Regions from separate parts of the Mus musculus genome. Here regions 2, 3, 4 and 5 are each linked to region 1. Evidence: chromatin contacts called from public Hi-C and HiChIP or PLAC-seq data. All regions are on one chromosome and are shown on one strand. Each heading gives the region's core, a stretch centred on a gene start, on an enhancer-like site or on the middle of the called end of the contact. The rest is flanking DNA. Distances are from core to core; before and after follow the strand shown. Region 1 has its middle 30 kb from the start of Mrps33. Region 2 overlaps Slc37a3 (solute carrier family 37 (glycerol-3-phosphate transporter), member 3). Region 3 overlaps Slc37a3 (solute carrier family 37 (glycerol-3-phosphate transporter), member 3). Region 4 holds the start of Mkrn1 (makorin, ring finger protein, 1). Region 5 has its middle 24 kb from the start of Gm25402.

The links. A called contact is a pair of places that touch in the nucleus more often than the background predicts. HiChIP or PLAC-seq counts read pairs in DNA pulled down with a chosen protein or histone mark.
Region 2: a Hi-C map of the N1E-115 cell line shows a contact between it and region 1, with 6 times the contacts expected there. The contact joins two enhancer-like sites. A contact is called at or near these places in 2 of 484 Hi-C or Micro-C datasets (the N1E-115 cell line and embryonic stem cells) and 3 of 115 datasets of contacts at active chromatin or transcription factors (embryonic stem cells, extraembryonic endoderm stem cells and stem cell-derived stembryo).
Region 3: an H3K27ac HiChIP or PLAC-seq map of extraembryonic endoderm stem cells shows a contact between it and region 1, with 4 times the contacts expected there. The contact joins two enhancer-like sites. A contact is called at or near these places in 2 of 484 Hi-C or Micro-C datasets (B cells and embryonic stem cells) and 2 of 115 datasets of contacts at active chromatin or transcription factors (extraembryonic endoderm stem cells and pancreatic cancer cells).
Region 4: a contact with region 1 is called in an H3K27ac HiChIP or PLAC-seq map of extraembryonic endoderm stem cells, with 6 times the contacts expected there. The contact joins the promoter of Mkrn1 here to the enhancer-like site in region 1. A contact is called at or near these places in 16 of 39 promoter capture datasets (the 3T3-L1 cell line, 3T3-L1-derived adipocytes, the C10 cell line and 11 more), 6 of 484 Hi-C or Micro-C datasets (B cells, the Ba/F3 cell line, the N1E-115 cell line and 3 more), 9 of 115 datasets of contacts at active chromatin or transcription factors (T-cell acute lymphoblastic leukemia, bone marrow-derived macrophages, embryonic stem cells and 3 more) and 3 of 9 other capture datasets (adipose tissue, embryonic stem cells and liver).
Region 5: a contact with region 1 is called in an H3K27ac HiChIP or PLAC-seq map of extraembryonic endoderm stem cells. The contact joins two enhancer-like sites. A contact is called at or near these places in 2 of 15 datasets of contacts at CTCF or cohesin (the NIH/3T3 cell line and large pre-B cells), 6 of 484 Hi-C or Micro-C datasets (the N1E-115 cell line, embryonic stem cells and pro-B cells), 10 of 115 datasets of contacts at active chromatin or transcription factors (the NIH/3T3 cell line, bone marrow-derived macrophages, embryonic stem cells and 5 more) and 1 of 9 other capture datasets (embryonic stem cells).

Annotation. Positions count from the first base shown.
Region 1 is chr6:39,779,605-39,782,472 of GRCm38.p6, forward strand. No RefSeq gene overlaps it. Among named protein-coding and RNA genes, the nearest start is that of Mrps33, 30 kb to the right of the region's middle. Within about 2 kb of position 1,502, at least 194 of the 459 cell types and tissues checked have an H3K27ac peak or open chromatin away from gene starts, as enhancers often do. A contact at or near this core is called in B cells, the Ba/F3 cell line, the HPC-7 cell line and 11 more, where this site is marked.
Region 2 is chr6:39,340,626-39,343,493 of GRCm38.p6, forward strand. The region is part of intron 13 of Slc37a3 (solute carrier family 37 (glycerol-3-phosphate transporter), member 3); the gene reads right to left. Among named protein-coding and RNA genes, the nearest start is that of Slc37a3, 36 kb to the right of the region's middle. Within about 2 kb of position 1,351, at least 19 of the 459 cell types and tissues checked have an H3K27ac peak or open chromatin away from gene starts, as enhancers often do. A contact at or near this core is called in the N1E-115 cell line, where this site is marked.
Region 3 is chr6:39,370,261-39,373,128 of GRCm38.p6, forward strand. The region is part of intron 1 of Slc37a3 (solute carrier family 37 (glycerol-3-phosphate transporter), member 3); the gene reads right to left. Among named protein-coding and RNA genes, the nearest start is that of Slc37a3, 6.0 kb to the right of the region's middle. Within about 2 kb of position 1,416, at least 3 of the 459 cell types and tissues checked have an H3K27ac peak or open chromatin away from gene starts, as enhancers often do. A contact at or near this core is called in extraembryonic endoderm stem cells, where this site is marked.
Region 4 is chr6:39,419,015-39,421,882 of GRCm38.p6, forward strand. Mkrn1 (makorin, ring finger protein, 1) reads right to left here and starts at 1,355. Exons shown (of 8, transcript NM_018810.2): 1 at 1,085-1,355. The coding sequence starts at 1,269. Gm10244 (predicted gene 10244) reads left to right here and starts at 1,364. Exons shown (of 2, transcript NR_152168.1): 1 at 1,364-1,638; 2 at 1,726-2,280.
Region 5 is chr6:39,444,847-39,447,714 of GRCm38.p6, forward strand. No RefSeq gene overlaps it. Among named protein-coding and RNA genes, the nearest start is that of Gm25402, 24 kb to the left of the region's middle. Within about 2 kb of position 1,460, at least 105 of the 459 cell types and tissues checked have an H3K27ac peak or open chromatin away from gene starts, as enhancers often do. A contact at or near this core is called in bone marrow-derived macrophages, embryonic stem cells, epiblast stem cells and 1 more, where this site is marked.

The sequences.
Region 1 (2,868 bases), core at 252-2,751:
CCTGTATCTTTTTAGTGATAGAAACTTAAATCTTTATGCACTTAAGCCATTCCTTCCTTTCTAGCTTTCTCCCTTCGTTTCTTCCTCTCTCTCCCCTCCCCCCTCTTCCTCTCTCCTTTTTCCCTCCCCACCCCCCACCTCTTTTCCTTTTCCTTTTCCTTGGATCTAACCCAGAGCTTTGCAAGTGTGCTGGGCCAATACTCTGCTGTTGAACTGCGGCCACAGCCCTTTTGCTCCATATCTGCCCCCACCTTATTTGGAGACAAAAATTTTGCTCTGCAGGCAACACTTGAACTCATAATCTCCCTGCTTTCCCACCATGAGCTGCCATCCATGCCTGGCTGTTTTGTTTGTTTGACTTTTGTTTGTGTTTGTTTCAATTACTTAAAAAAATGGTGTTGGGGTTGGAACTTAGGGTCTTCTGCATACTAAAAACATGCTCTACCACTGAACTATACTATACCTTCAGTTCCTTTTTGTGTTTTTAAAGAATTATTTTTTTATGTCTAGGAATATTTCACCTGCATGTTTATGTGTGCCTAGAACCCCATAGAAGTCAGATGAGGGCTTTGGATCCCCTGGAACTGAAGTTATAGATGATAGTGAGCCAATACGTGGGTGCTGGGAATCAAACATGCCCTTCAGAAGAACAGCCAGTGCTTTCAAGCTGGACCAACTGTCCAACTTGCACATATACATATGTATATACACACACATACATATACACATACATATATGTACACACACACATATATATGTATGTGTGTGTGTGTGTGTGTGTTTGTTTTTTGTTTTTCATTTTTGAGACAGGGTTTCTCTGTGTATCCCTGGAACTTGTTATTTAGATCAGGCTGGCCTTGAATTCAGAGATCTGCCTCCTGAGCTAGGATTAAAAGTATGGGCTACCATGCCTGGTTACTTTTGTATATCTAAAAAGTTTATGTGTACGATCATTTTGTGTGTCTAGACCCATGGAAGCCAGAAAAGGGCTCCAGACTTGAGTCACAGATGCTTGTGAGCGACGTCTGGACAGGAACTGGATCTGGGTTCTCTGCAAGGGCAGTGAGTGCTGTGCCCACCAGCTCCCTTTTACAAACCTATTTTTAACTTCAGAACATTATCTCCACTTGATAAGATTCAATAAAGCCTTCTATTTTTCTTTTCTTTCTTTCTTTTTTGGTATGTGTATATTTAACTTTTGTTTTTAAAATGAAATCGTATAGACAGGGTCTCGCGTTGTATGCGTGCAGCTCAGGCCGGACTTGTGGCTTGGTGATCTTCCTGCCTTAGTCTCCGGAGTGCGGGAGTTAGAGGCAGCTGGCTGGGGAACCTGCAGCCACACAGACTTATCTCTTCCTGGGTCTGGAAGGCAAAGGTAAAGATTCTTGTCGTTAAAACTGCTGCCTGTTAGGAACCAGTTGGACTGCAAATCTCAGCAGGAGCGCTTTGAGCGGCTGTCTGCTGACAGCAGGATGAGCTGCCGGTCACAGAAAGCCAGGGGGGAGGGGGTGGGGTGTTACTGGGAAATTCTCCTCCCCGGACAAATGACCTTTCACCCCCTAGTTCTCTGTGCTCCTTTTCTTCCTCTTGGTTTTCTTTCTGAGCTTCTAGAGGAGACTAAGATATCCGTGGATTTAAGGACTGATGGTATATGACTGCTTGGTGTTTGTTGTAAAAGGTTCTGTCGCTCCTTTTGCAGGGAAACCAACAGAAACTAAAGTACAATAAAGCACAAGAGGCCTGAGTACGTAACTCAGTGGTAGAGGTCCTGGCTTTGACGCACGCGCCCCCTCCCCCTCCCCATCCCCCAAACACACACACCAACCACACAGAGACAGGGAGACACTGGGTAAACACACATCGGGTGTGAGGCCAGAGGAGCTAAACTGTAGGGGAGATCTGCCTGGGAATGAATGCCTTTCCTGTAATAACCAGAAACAGCTCCTTCGGAGGAAACTGTGAGCCCCAGGGTACAGAACGAGAGTCAGCTAGCCGGGAAGCAGACACAGTGGGCTGGCTTGCTTTTTTGCTTTTGCTTTTGTTTTTTGTTTGTGTGTGAGTGTTTTTTTTTTTTTTAGGCCAATTTAAATTATTTAAGTATTTTTGTTGGCGATGCGTTCATTTGCTTTTCAGTTCCACTTATGATATGCCTTCATAATCATCCACTCTTAGAAGAAGCCTAAATGACTGGTTCAGCAGCTCCCAGCAAAACCTCGCTCTGGAACCTATGTGAAACGCAGGCGTCATGACTAAGAGGAACTACTCTTAGTCATGTTTGTTAAGAACTGGCTTTGTGAGCCCGGCCTTAGGAAGTGACCACAGATTTCACAAGTCCACACATGTGCCTGTTAGAGCATGTTTGTTAAGAGTCCTATGTAACTCCGGTTTGATTTGTACCTGAAGGGACCGAGGGTAAAATACTTAGCCGCTGGCACGCCAGACTGGTCAACAGCCTCGGCGTGGGGTTTTAGCTACTTCTCTAAGGCTGTTTTCCAGCTTGGATTTTTAAAGTCTGCAGTTGCAAGCGGCCTACCAGACATAGCATTTCTTGCCTCCTTTTTTTTTCATACGAGATAACATTTCAAGGCGGTAGAGGCGAGGCAGCCCTGAAATTCCTAGAAGATTAGGAATGTGGGGGAGATAGCATCAGTGTGACTTGGAAGTTTCTCACTTTTCCAGCCTGGGTCAGGGGACTATAGACTTTACCCCCCAGATAGCCACTAGCAGAGTGGTCAGGACCTCCTGTGTTTACATTGGCCTACGGTAGCCTCATCCTCCATCTTCAAGCCTGCCAACAGTCAGACTTGATCTAACTGGGGTGGCCTCCAGTTAAGCTTTGATTTCAGGGTGTAATTTAAGGTGTGTAGC
Region 2 (2,868 bases), core at 101-2,600, 440 kb before region 1:
CCAATGCTATCCCAAAAGTCCCCCACATGCTCCCCCACCCACTCCCCTACCCACCCACTCCCACTTCTTGGCCCTGGTGTTCCCCTCTACTGAGGCATATTAAGTTTGCATGACCAATGGGCCTCTCTTTCCAGTGATGGCCGACTAGGCCATCTTCTGATACATATGCAGCTAGAGTCAAGAGTTCCGGGGTACTGGTTAGTTCATATTGTTGTTTCACCTATAGGGTTGCAGATCCATTTAGCTCCTTGGGTACTTTCTCTAGATCCTCCATTGGGGGCCCTGTGATCCATCCAATAGCTGACTATGAGCATCCACTTCTGTGTTTGCTAGGCCCCTGCCTAGTCTCACAAGAGACAGCTATATTTGGGTCCTTTCAGCAAAATCTTGCTAGTGTATGCAATGGTGTCAGCGTTTGGAAGCTGATTATGGGATGGATCCCCGGATATGGCAGTCTCTAGATGGTCCATCTTTTTGTCTCAGCTCCAAACTTTGTGTCTGTAACTCCTTCCATGGGTGTTTTGTTTCCAATTCTAAGAAGTGACAAAGTGTCCACACTTTGGTCTTCATTCTTCTTGAGTTTCATGCGTTTAGCAATATCACGGTATTTTTAATCCATTTTTCTGTTGAGTACCTGTTTCTCCTTTTTATCTACTATGAGTAATACTGTAATAAGCACCAGCATACAAATGCTAGTCCTTGTTTTCAGTCGGGGAGAAGGGGAAGTAAACTAGGTCACATAATAATTGCACAGTTAATTTTGGGGGGGGAAATACCCATATTTTCTGCACCATTTTGTTTATGTTCACATCACCATGCACAGCTCTGATTTTGCCTAAACACACAGATGTGAGGCACATGAGTGCCTGGTCCCATGGAGGTCAGAAAAGGGCACTGAGTATCTCTCCAAGCCCTATGTTCTGCTTTTTATTAAGTTGATCCTCACTAGGAATGAAGTCAGATATCAGTGTGGCTATTCTCTACTAAGGCCACTGAGAATCTTTACATGCATTTATATTAGCCATTTATATCTATTTTCTAATCAAAATTTGACCTATGTTTTCTTCTAAGAATTTCATAATTTTAGCTCTTCAAGTTAGATCTTTAATCCACTTGGAGGTCATTGATGTATGAAATAAGGATTTAATTACTTCTTTTTCATGGGGATATCTAGTCCCTCCATTCCACTGCTGAAGAGATGACTTTCCCCTGCTAAACAGTCTTGACATTGGTCCTGAAAACCACCTGAACACAGATGAGATAAGCCACATCCTTTGACCACACCATTACTGAAATGTGTGCTGGGGAAAAATGAAAGCAAAAACACTTAGTGACCTGGCCTAGGTCCTATCAGATAAACAGAGTTCAAGTCCATCTGGGTGCAGCAGTGCGCCTGGGATGGCAGCACCAGTGAGAACAGGCAGGAAGATCAAGGTCAGCCTGGATGAACAGCAGAGCAAGCTCCCTACCCACAAAACTCTCACCACCCATCACAGCTTCGGGAACATAGTAGCCTTCTAAACAGTAACTGTAACTCTACCTTTAAAAAATATTTATCATTCAAACAACCACACGGATACTTTTTGTTTGTTTTTCAAGACAGGGTTCCTCTGTGTAGCCTAGCTGTCCTGGAACTGTCCTGGAACTCAAGGGATCAGCCCCAGTGGTGGGATTAAAGGCCTAAGCCACCACCACCTAACACTGTTTTCTTACTCACTATGTGTATACCTGGGTGTTCACGCGCGCGCGCGCGCACACACACACACACACACACACACACACTGTATATGAGAAGGTCAAAGGACAACCTTCAGAATTCAGTTTTCTCATTCTACAATGTGATGGCAAATACCTTTTCCCACTGAGCTATCTCACCAGTCCTTTAAAAACATCCTGTCAACGTACAGTTTGGATAACATAAAGACACATCCACTACAAGGGCAGAGCACAATAGTTTTTAGTGGATCTGAATTGATGCAGCCCATCATTAATGCCATTTAGCAATGTTATGGCCAGCTCCATAAGCAGCCAGCCCACTGGCAGTCACTCCTGAGGCACCACAGATCCAGTCTTTTCTTTTCTTATAAATTTACCAATTTTAGACATTTCCTATGAATGAAGAAGGCACACTGTGTCTCCCATGACTGGCTTCTTTCAATAGCATATTTCTGAGGTTCCTCTATGCTGTGGTATCTTCCAAGCCTTTGTCACCTTCTAACTGATAAATAATCCTCCACTGTATGGATCGGCCACATCCTGCTTATGCATTCAGCAGCTGCTGGATGGACACTTGTGCTATTTCTACAGTAAGTGGGTAAATGTTTAAGTTTCAGTGTAGACATTTGACGCTTGGACTCGTTTCTCCTTAGTAGATAATGCAATCTCATCCAGGAATATGTGTCCAAACGCACTAATAGTCCTGCCAAGCTGGCCCAGGGGACAAGGACACTTGCCACCAGGCTTACAGTTGGGGTCTGAACACTGACATGTGTAGCCAGCGTGGTAACACAGGCCTATAATCCCAGCACGTGCAAGGTGGATCAGGAACTCAAGGGCATCCTGGACTACAGGAGAAACTGTTCTCAAGTGTACTAGTTAAATGTATTTAAAACACTCAGTATAATGGGTCTGGAAAGATGGCCGAGGGTAACGACCCTTGTCATCAAGCCTGATGTCTCAAGTTCAAGCCCCAGGACCCACACAGTGGAAAGAAAACAGATTCTGACAGGTTGTCCTGACTTCCACACATTTGCCACGTGGCATGCACACACACATAGACACATAAATGCATAAAGCAAGACGACTGTTCACCTCCCCTCAGACATGAAGCCTTCTGAATGGGTGACAGTAGCCCTGCTTGATTTCCAC
Region 3 (2,868 bases), core at 166-2,665, 410 kb before region 1:
ATATAACCTTGGCTGACCTGGAACTCAGTATGTGTGTGGACCAGGCTACTCTTGAACTCCTAAGAGATACATTTGCCTCTGTCTCCCAAGTGTTGTAATTAAAACTATCCACCACCATGTCCAGCTTGCTGATTTTCCCCTAAAGATACATCCTCAGGGCTTGAGAGATGGTTTAGCAGCTAAGAACACGGGCATCCACAGGTTAGCTCGCAGCCCTCTGTACTCTATTTCCAGGGAATCTGATGCCCTCTTCTCACCTACTAGGTAGCTGTACATGCAGGCAAAACATTCATACACATAAAACAAAAACTGAAAAAAATATTTATAAGGACATGTCTCACTATGTAGTCCAGGCTAGCCTCCAATTCACTATGAAGTTCAAGCTATTCTCCAACCTGCAGCAATCCTCCTGCCTTAGCCTCTTAAATACTAGGATTATAAGTAGGTACCATCACACCCCACTTATTAAAGTCAAATTTCTGTTTCTGAAGTCACAGTAACTTTAGTATTTTCTCAGTGTGAATACTGAACATATAACTATCATGTAATAGTTGACAGTGCTAAGAATTGGCTTTTCTTATTATTTGTGTATATATTTACTTATTGTGTGTGAGTGTGAGAATCTGAGTGTGTATGCTAAGATACATCATAGGGGTCACTTTTGGGAGTTGTCCCACCAATGTCCTCTCACTACTGATTATGGGTCCTAACCCAGGACATGAGACTTACAAAACAATCACTACTACCCAGTAGCCAGTCTGGCTTTTCTTATTTTTTAAATCACAAAATGCAGTATACACTTGTCATATCCAGTATGTTTTGGAGTATGTATAGTATACTTGTGGAATGGCTCCAAAGGGAATTAACAAATGCATTGCTTCACCAGGTGTCATTTTCTGTGAAGGGACACACTTAAAATCTAGAAGACACATTGTTATTACTCACTTAGAATCTAGGGGATTCATTGTTATTACTCCAGTTTCCATATACAATAGGATCTTGAACTTAGGCCTTTCTGAAGGAAATTTTGTATCCTTTGAACAATACCCTCAACTTTCCACGCTGTTACCTTAAAAGTAAAAAGAATACTAATAAAATAAAATGTTAAAAATAAGGTTTTGGGCCAAGTGGAGGCACACGGGCCTTTATTCCTAGTACTTGGGAGGCAGAGACAGGTGGATCTCTGAGTTCCAGGCCAGCCTGGTCTACAGAGCCAGTACTGGGACACACACACACACACACACACACACACACACAAACAGGGGTGGGGTGGGGTGGGGTGTGTGTGTGTATACTCTGCAAAAAAGAACAGAAGTACACTACGAATGCTGATACAAGATGGCTTTACCCTGCCACATAACTGAAGAGGGAGAGCCCTAAATTGTTACATTGTTACTTCTAAACTTCTACTTTATCTTTAAACATTGTCTCACTCTGTTGCCCAGGCTGGTCTGGAACTTGAAGGAACTCTGCCTCAGCAGCATTCCCCTCAGTGCTGGGGTTATATGGGTCATCCACTATTTCATTTCTATAGAGAGATTTACAACTTGTTCCAACCCAAATATAGCAAGCCTTTAAAGGTTTCTTGTGCTGAAGATGGTGAGGCAGTGCTGTAATGTCCTTACTTGGGAGAGTAGGGCAGCTGCCTACCTGAATATATACATACACACACACATCATACACACATGAGTGAATAAGTAGATAAATATGTTTTAAATAAAAATGTTCTGTACTAGTAATGCTTGAATCAAAGTCCACAGACAAGAAAAAAAAAAAAAAAAGAGGCTGGTAGGAGAGAAAACATAAAACAGTACCCACCACTCCTGCATGGTCTGCACCACTATCCAGTCCACTCTCCCACCAGGCTTTCTGGGAACCTAGAGAAAGAGAGAGCTAACTAATCCACATCCTTACAGACACTTGGCTGTCTCCCTGCCTCTCAAGAAGCCACCACTCCTGTCACAGCCTACCTGCTTCAAAAATCAATGGGTCCTGCCCACCTTGTACCCAGGGCAGCTCTCACCTATTTCCTGCCCACCTTGTACCCAGGGCAGCTCTCACCCATTTCCCTCTGAAACTCTTGCTACCCACTACCAGAACTGGCCCTCCACACTGGAAGCTGCTGTTCCACAGGCCCTTCCTCTTTGCTTTCAGAGCTTTTGAGCAACCAACCAGAAGAGGAAAGAGTCCTCTCTTTTTTTTTTGGGGGGGGGGGGATAGGGGAGGGTTGAGACAGGGTTTCTTTGTGTAGCCCTGGCTGTCCTGGAACTCACTTTGTAGACCAGGCTAGCCTTGAACTCAGAAATCCACCTGCCTCTGCCTCCCAAGTGCTGGGATTAAAGGCGTGTGCTACCACCACCCAGCAAGAGTCCCCTCTTAAGACCCTTCTTCAGTCCTGTCTTCTTCACTTGCCTTTTCCCTGTATCCCCAAGAAGCCTCACTCACTCCATGGGTGAAACTCAGGCCTGGAATCGCTCCTACCAGCATTCTAAACACCCTTGCCTTCCAGAGTGCTTGCGTTAGATACTTCACACTCCGACACTCATTTCCCCCAGCCAGGCTCCTCCCTTAGCCACACTTCCTTACCAGATTACATGCCATCTCCCCAGAGTCTTTTCTTCTCCCAGGCCTGGCCCGCTTCCTTCCCTGTATCCTCACAGCTGAATTCTGTCAGAGAAAAATCACACAACCGGGCTGACTTCAGATTCAAACCACAAACCTCAAAGGGCAAGCACCACTGCCCGGCAAGCCTCCCACACTTCCCTAACGGCTCTGCCTTCTCAGCCTGTGAAGCAGAGCTTTCTCTCTTCCCTTCTAAACTCCAGTATCTTTCCCTGCTGTCACCCAGGCCTGTGGCTTTACACCAAA
Region 4 (2,868 bases), core at 105-2,604, 360 kb before region 1:
AATGTGTTACAGGAAAGACTGGAAGATTCTTCAGTTTGGGAGTTAATATCAACACCGAGTTGTTCATTAGGAATTGCCTTTAGCATTTGCGGTTAATAAACTGTCCTTGCCGGGTTTAAAGTGGCATTTCCTTTTAATTTTCTTAGCCGATAGAAAAGCGTATATAGTCCTTCCTGGTAGTTAAAATCTATATACTCGGGCGTGGTATCATCTCACCCCTGCACTCCCGCACTAGAGAGGCAAAAACAAGAGGATTGCCGAAAATTCTAGGGCAGTCAGACTATATAGGTCAACCGGGGCCACACAGTAGGACTGTCTCAATAAGCCCCCTCCCATCGTTAATACAAACAATCCTTCCTCCAACGTTTATAGCTGGGGAATTATTTTTTAACATACGTACTGTATAACTGTCACCTGATCATACATTTTCCCAATAATTTCGTCTCGCTTACCAAACAAGAACCAAACCTCTCTGGTCGGATCTCCTTTCTCGCAAAGAAGAACGCCTCTCAAAGGGACAGTAATAATAATGGCAGTTCATAAAACCAAGGGTGGAAGAGCCTAACGCCGGCTCCGAACGCTCGGTTCGGAGACAAAGCTCGGAACCGCCGACCACCGACTTACATACAAAGGCATACAAAAGCGGCTGCTCCCGGCGGGGCGGGGGTGAGCGGCGCAGAGAGCAGAAAAGACGTTACAAACGGATAGCCCGGCTCGGAGCCCCGGGGCCGGCCGAGCTCGCCGGGACCCTTGGAGGGTCTCAGGGCGCACCGAGGGTCGTTAGAGCCCGATTCGCATCGGCGAGCTCGCGCCGCATCCCCGAACCTGTAGCGATGGAGGCCAGGGCGGGGACACCGGTCCTCTCCGCACGCACCGGGGCGCCGCTGAGCGAGGCGAGGTGACGGGACCGCCCTGCAGTCCGAGCCCGCAGTCTGAAACCCGCAGCGATGCCGCGGCCAACCTCTGCGGAGGCTGACGCAGCGATGCTGTACGGACAGCCGCAGCGGGGACCCCGCGACGCCCGCCTCCGCCTCTTGCTCGGCCCCGCAGCCCCCGCCCTCCGCCGCGCCACGCAACGTCCTACCTGCAGGTGACCTGTTTCGTCCAGCCGCCGCCGCTGCCGTCGCTGCCGCCGCCCCCTCCTCCCGCCCCCGGGGACGGGGCAGCGACTGTGGGGATAGAGGTGAGGGAGGCCGCTGCCACCGCCGCCGCTGCCGCTCCTGCTCCTGATGTTGTGGCTGTTGTTCCGGGAGCCGCAGCCTCCGCCATTACTGTTTATCCCACACAGCAATGGCCCCGGAACTTCCGGGATCACATAGTTCCGGTCCGGCTGAGAAGGAGAAGACAGCGAAGGGAGGGGAGGGGAGGGAGGCTGAGGAGCCCGAGAGCTCTGCGCCAGTCCCGCGCCGTGTCACCGCGTCTCCGAGCGCTCAGGTCTCAGGAACTGCGGGCTCCGCAGGGCACCCGCGGCCCTCCTCCGGCGACGCTGATTGGTGATGGCTTAGGCTCCGCCCTAAAGGGGCGTGATCACACGCTTAGCCAGGTGTGCTAGGATGGTCCTGGTCCTAGCCATCCTAGCCATCAAAGGACCACATGCAAGGACCAACTTCTGCCTATGGCTGGTGGCGCACGTACAAGGTGGGGGAAGGCCTGGGGCTGTGTCTGCTCTTTATCTAGAGTGAGATCCCAACCTATTGTGTTGGGATCTGTTTCTTTCTCTCACAGGAACTGTCAGAATCCCTGCTGATGGAAGTGCCCAGGTGGGCCTGGCGGCAGACATCTTGGAATCCCACCAATGTGAAGACTTGAGTATCACAATGGCTGCAAGTTCGAGACCAGCCCAAGCTAAATAGATCCTGTCAAAGTAATAACAGTAATGTTGTAAATGAATTATGTGTGGTAGCCTGTTTGTAATACCAGCTCTTGGGAAGCTAAAGGAAAAAAGTGTTTGGTTTTATACCTGACCAGGAACTGAGGTGCATATTTTACATATCAAAGCAGACTTGACCTCCGGACTTCCCTAGCGTCCTTTTAGTCCCTATCTGGCATTCCCTGCCCCCAACCTTGAACTTTCCAGCCCAGGAGCTAGGCTGCCCTTCACCCCAGAGGCTCCTCCCTATATTTCTAGACATTTTCTCTGTCTCCTCTCTGCCTGCATGCCCTTTCTTTTTTTCTCTCTCCCTTCCTTATCCCATCCTTACCCCCGTGGCGACTCCTGAGGCCAGTGAACTAGCCTGCCTGAGAGAGCTTCCCAATAAACCTGCCTTTAATAGACTCGAATCTAGTGTGAATTGGCTCATTTCACCAACATCAGAGAAATAACCTATCAAAAAGGGTCACAGGCTTGAGGCCAGCCTGGGCTACACTGCAAGAATCTGTCAGTAAGCAGACAGCCTTCAAGGACATGCTCCCAAGTACTGGCTCCCAGCTAACTATGCCCATTCCCCTAGAGTTTCCACCATCAGGTTATATGAATCCACTGATGAGGGCAGTGCCAATCATTTCTCCAAAACTGTGTCTAAGCATAAATCACTGGAGTCCAAGACACATCACATGAACTTCTGAGGAACATTTTAGATCCAAAGTTCTCTCTCCCTCCTCAATAAAGTAAACCTGGCTGGACTTCAATGAACAGAGATCTGCCTCCCAAATATTGAATCCTGGGGTTTAAAGACTTCACCACTGTCCCCCTTTATTTTATTTTACTTTTAATCTTTAAGATTTGTTGCACAGCTGTTGGGGAGGTAGCACAAATGTTAGCAACAAATTCAATGGAAAAGTTCTTGTCACTATAGTCATTCACAGGGACAGGTCTTAGCCCTCTAAAGTGTTGGTGTCAAGACTTCATATGCTGGAGTCTCCCACATC
Region 5 (2,868 bases), core at 210-2,709, 330 kb before region 1:
GGATCTGATGCTCTCTTCTGGTGTGCACTCATATACACAAAATAAATAAATAAATCTTTTAAAAAATAAGCTAAAGATAGTCCACAATAATTTGGTTCCAGATTTCTAACATTCCAGTTCACCACAAACCATGGGTGTTCTAGGCAATGAGCCTCCGAGACTCTTTAACACAGGGGCAGCTCCCTGCTTTCTTCCCAAGCTTGGAACTTTATCCCTGGCTGAACTCAGATAGTGGTGCTTGTTTTCAGCAAGGGATGCAGGGCATCCTTGCCACATCCTAAAAGAAGTTTGGGACCAGGTATGTTGGTGCATGCTTTTAATTTTTTTGTTTTGTTTTTTGAGACAGGGTTTCTCTGTGTAGCCCTGGCTGTCCTGGAACTCACTTTGTAGACCAGGCTGGCCTCGAACTCAGAAATCCACCTGCCTCTGCCTCCCAAGTGCTGGGATTAATTTTTAATTATAACAATTATAGCACTAGGAGGCACTGGTAGGTCAAATTTAAGGACAGCCTGATCTACATAGTGAGTTCTAGGCCAGCCAAGGACTATACAGTGGTAGTCTGTCATTTAAAAAAAAAAAAAAAAAAAAAAAAGAAAAAAGAAAGTAGAAAGCAGTGATCTGGGATTTATTCCTTTTCAATGTGATCACCGAAAATTGTGAAATGCAGCCAGGTGTGATGGCACATGCCTTTAATCCCAGTACTCAGGGAGGCAAAGATAGGTCTCTGAGCTTAAAGCCAGCCTGGGCTACAAAATCGAGTCTCAGGACAGCCAGGGCTACACAGAGAAACCCTGTACTTTAAAACCGAACCAAACCAAACCAACCAACCAACCAAAGTGAAATCATTGAAACCTTCCAAGTTCAAATTTAGCGTCTTAGAATGAGATCTAAGTTTAGATTAAGGGCTAAATAAGTGTTAGCATTCCTTTTAGGCTCTACTCCACCATACCGCACCTGTACCAAACACAGCTCCAGTCAAGTCTCCTTCCATAAGGTAGTTTGACTTTTTTTTTTTTTTTCATTGCAGCTTTGAGCAATCTCCCCTCCTGCTGGTTCCTCGCTTCGCCTGAGCTCCGTGGGAGGAATTCCAATCTCTTTGCGGTCCATTATTCCAATTGATTTCAATTCTATTGATAGTCAGATTGAGAGACTCAGGTGCCTCTTTTGAATATCTTCTTTTGTTGGGGCCGCACACCCTGAGAGGTGGTGGAAGTCTGAGTTAGACTTTAGCCTGATCTACATAGCAAGTTCCGGGACATGCAAGGACTACACAAAAAACAAAACAAAACAAAAACAAACTAAAAAGGCTTTTAACCTGAAGCCTCCACCCAGTTCCGGAGAGTAGAACAAAAAAAAAAAAAAAAAAAAAAAAAAAAGGGAGCTCCTTAATCCTCTTGAAAACAAAGGGAGCTGCGAATGATCAACTGTGCCTGGGTCACCCATAGAGACCAAGATCCGCCAGATAGTCGAGCTCTGCCGCTAACCAGACACAGCCGCGCAGAAGGGGCTTTGAGCAGAGGAACTGGGCAGTGCACGGACAGATCACAGGCGATTTCCTGGTTGAGCCAGGGAATAAGAATAGAGGGTCGGACCCTCTGTTGGCTGAGCCTGTGGAGTCACGGAGAATTATGCAAGCTTTTCGAGAGGTCCTGGGTTCAATTCTTAGCAACCACTGGGTGGCTCACAACCCTCTATAATGGGATCTGGTGCCCTCTTCTGGGGTGCGGGCATATATGTATGGGAGCACTGTGTACTATATATATTATATGAACAGGAAAAAAAAACCCATAGAACAAGTATCATGGCTCTCTCTTTTTTCTTTTCTTTTTTTTTTTTTACTTTTTCGAGACAGGGTTTCTCTGTGTAGCCCTGGCTGTCCTGGAACTCACTTTGTAGAACAGGCTAGCCTCGAACTCAGCCACGCCCGGCTCTCCCTTTTCTCTTTCTCTCTCTCTCTCTCTCTCTCTCTCTCTCTCTCTCTATATATATATATATATATATATATATATATATATACATATATATATATATATATATATATATTTTTTTTTTTTTTTTTTTTTAAGAGACAGGATCTCACTACAGCAGCCTTTAGTTAGCTGGTCTGGAACTCTCTGTAGGGACCCATCAGGCCTTGCCCTTGCCAGGGTTAGGATCAAAGGAATGTGACACCATCCCCCACCTCTGTAATTCTTAATAAAGCTTGCTCTGCACACTCCAACAAGAGCCTGTGACAAAGAAACTCAGCTATTCTCTCAGGTTGAGCTTCAGTGACCCAAAGTCCCTAGATCAGACACAACTGTTTGGAGAAGAGTCCCATCATCCTATTAAAAAAAAAAAGACCCATGTCACTGGTCACTGGAATTATTAACATGCATCATCACGCCTGGGCCTGGTCTCCGCAGTGCTGGAGATCAAACCCAGGCCTTCACGCATGCTCTGCAAGCCCATTATCAACTTAGCACAAACAAGTCACTTCATTTCAATATTTTACGAAATATTTAATAGTCCCCAAAATACTATTTTAATAGGTCTTAAATTTTTATTTATTTTTATGTGAATGCATGTTTATTTATTTATTTATTTTTATGTGTATGTGTGTTTTTTGCCTGCATGTATTGTCTGTGCACCATATGCTTCCAAGGTAGCAGCAGAGGCGAGAAGAGGACATCTGATCCCCTGGGACAGGAATTACAGACTGTTGTTACCTGTCACTTGGGTCCAGGGAACTGAATCCAAATCATCTCCCAGATCCTTTGTAAGAGTAGCCAGCACTAAACTGCTGAGTCATCTTTCTAGTCCTGCAACCCATTTCTAAAAAAAAAAAAAAAAAAAGAAAAAAGAACAATTTTATAAAAAAGAGGAAAT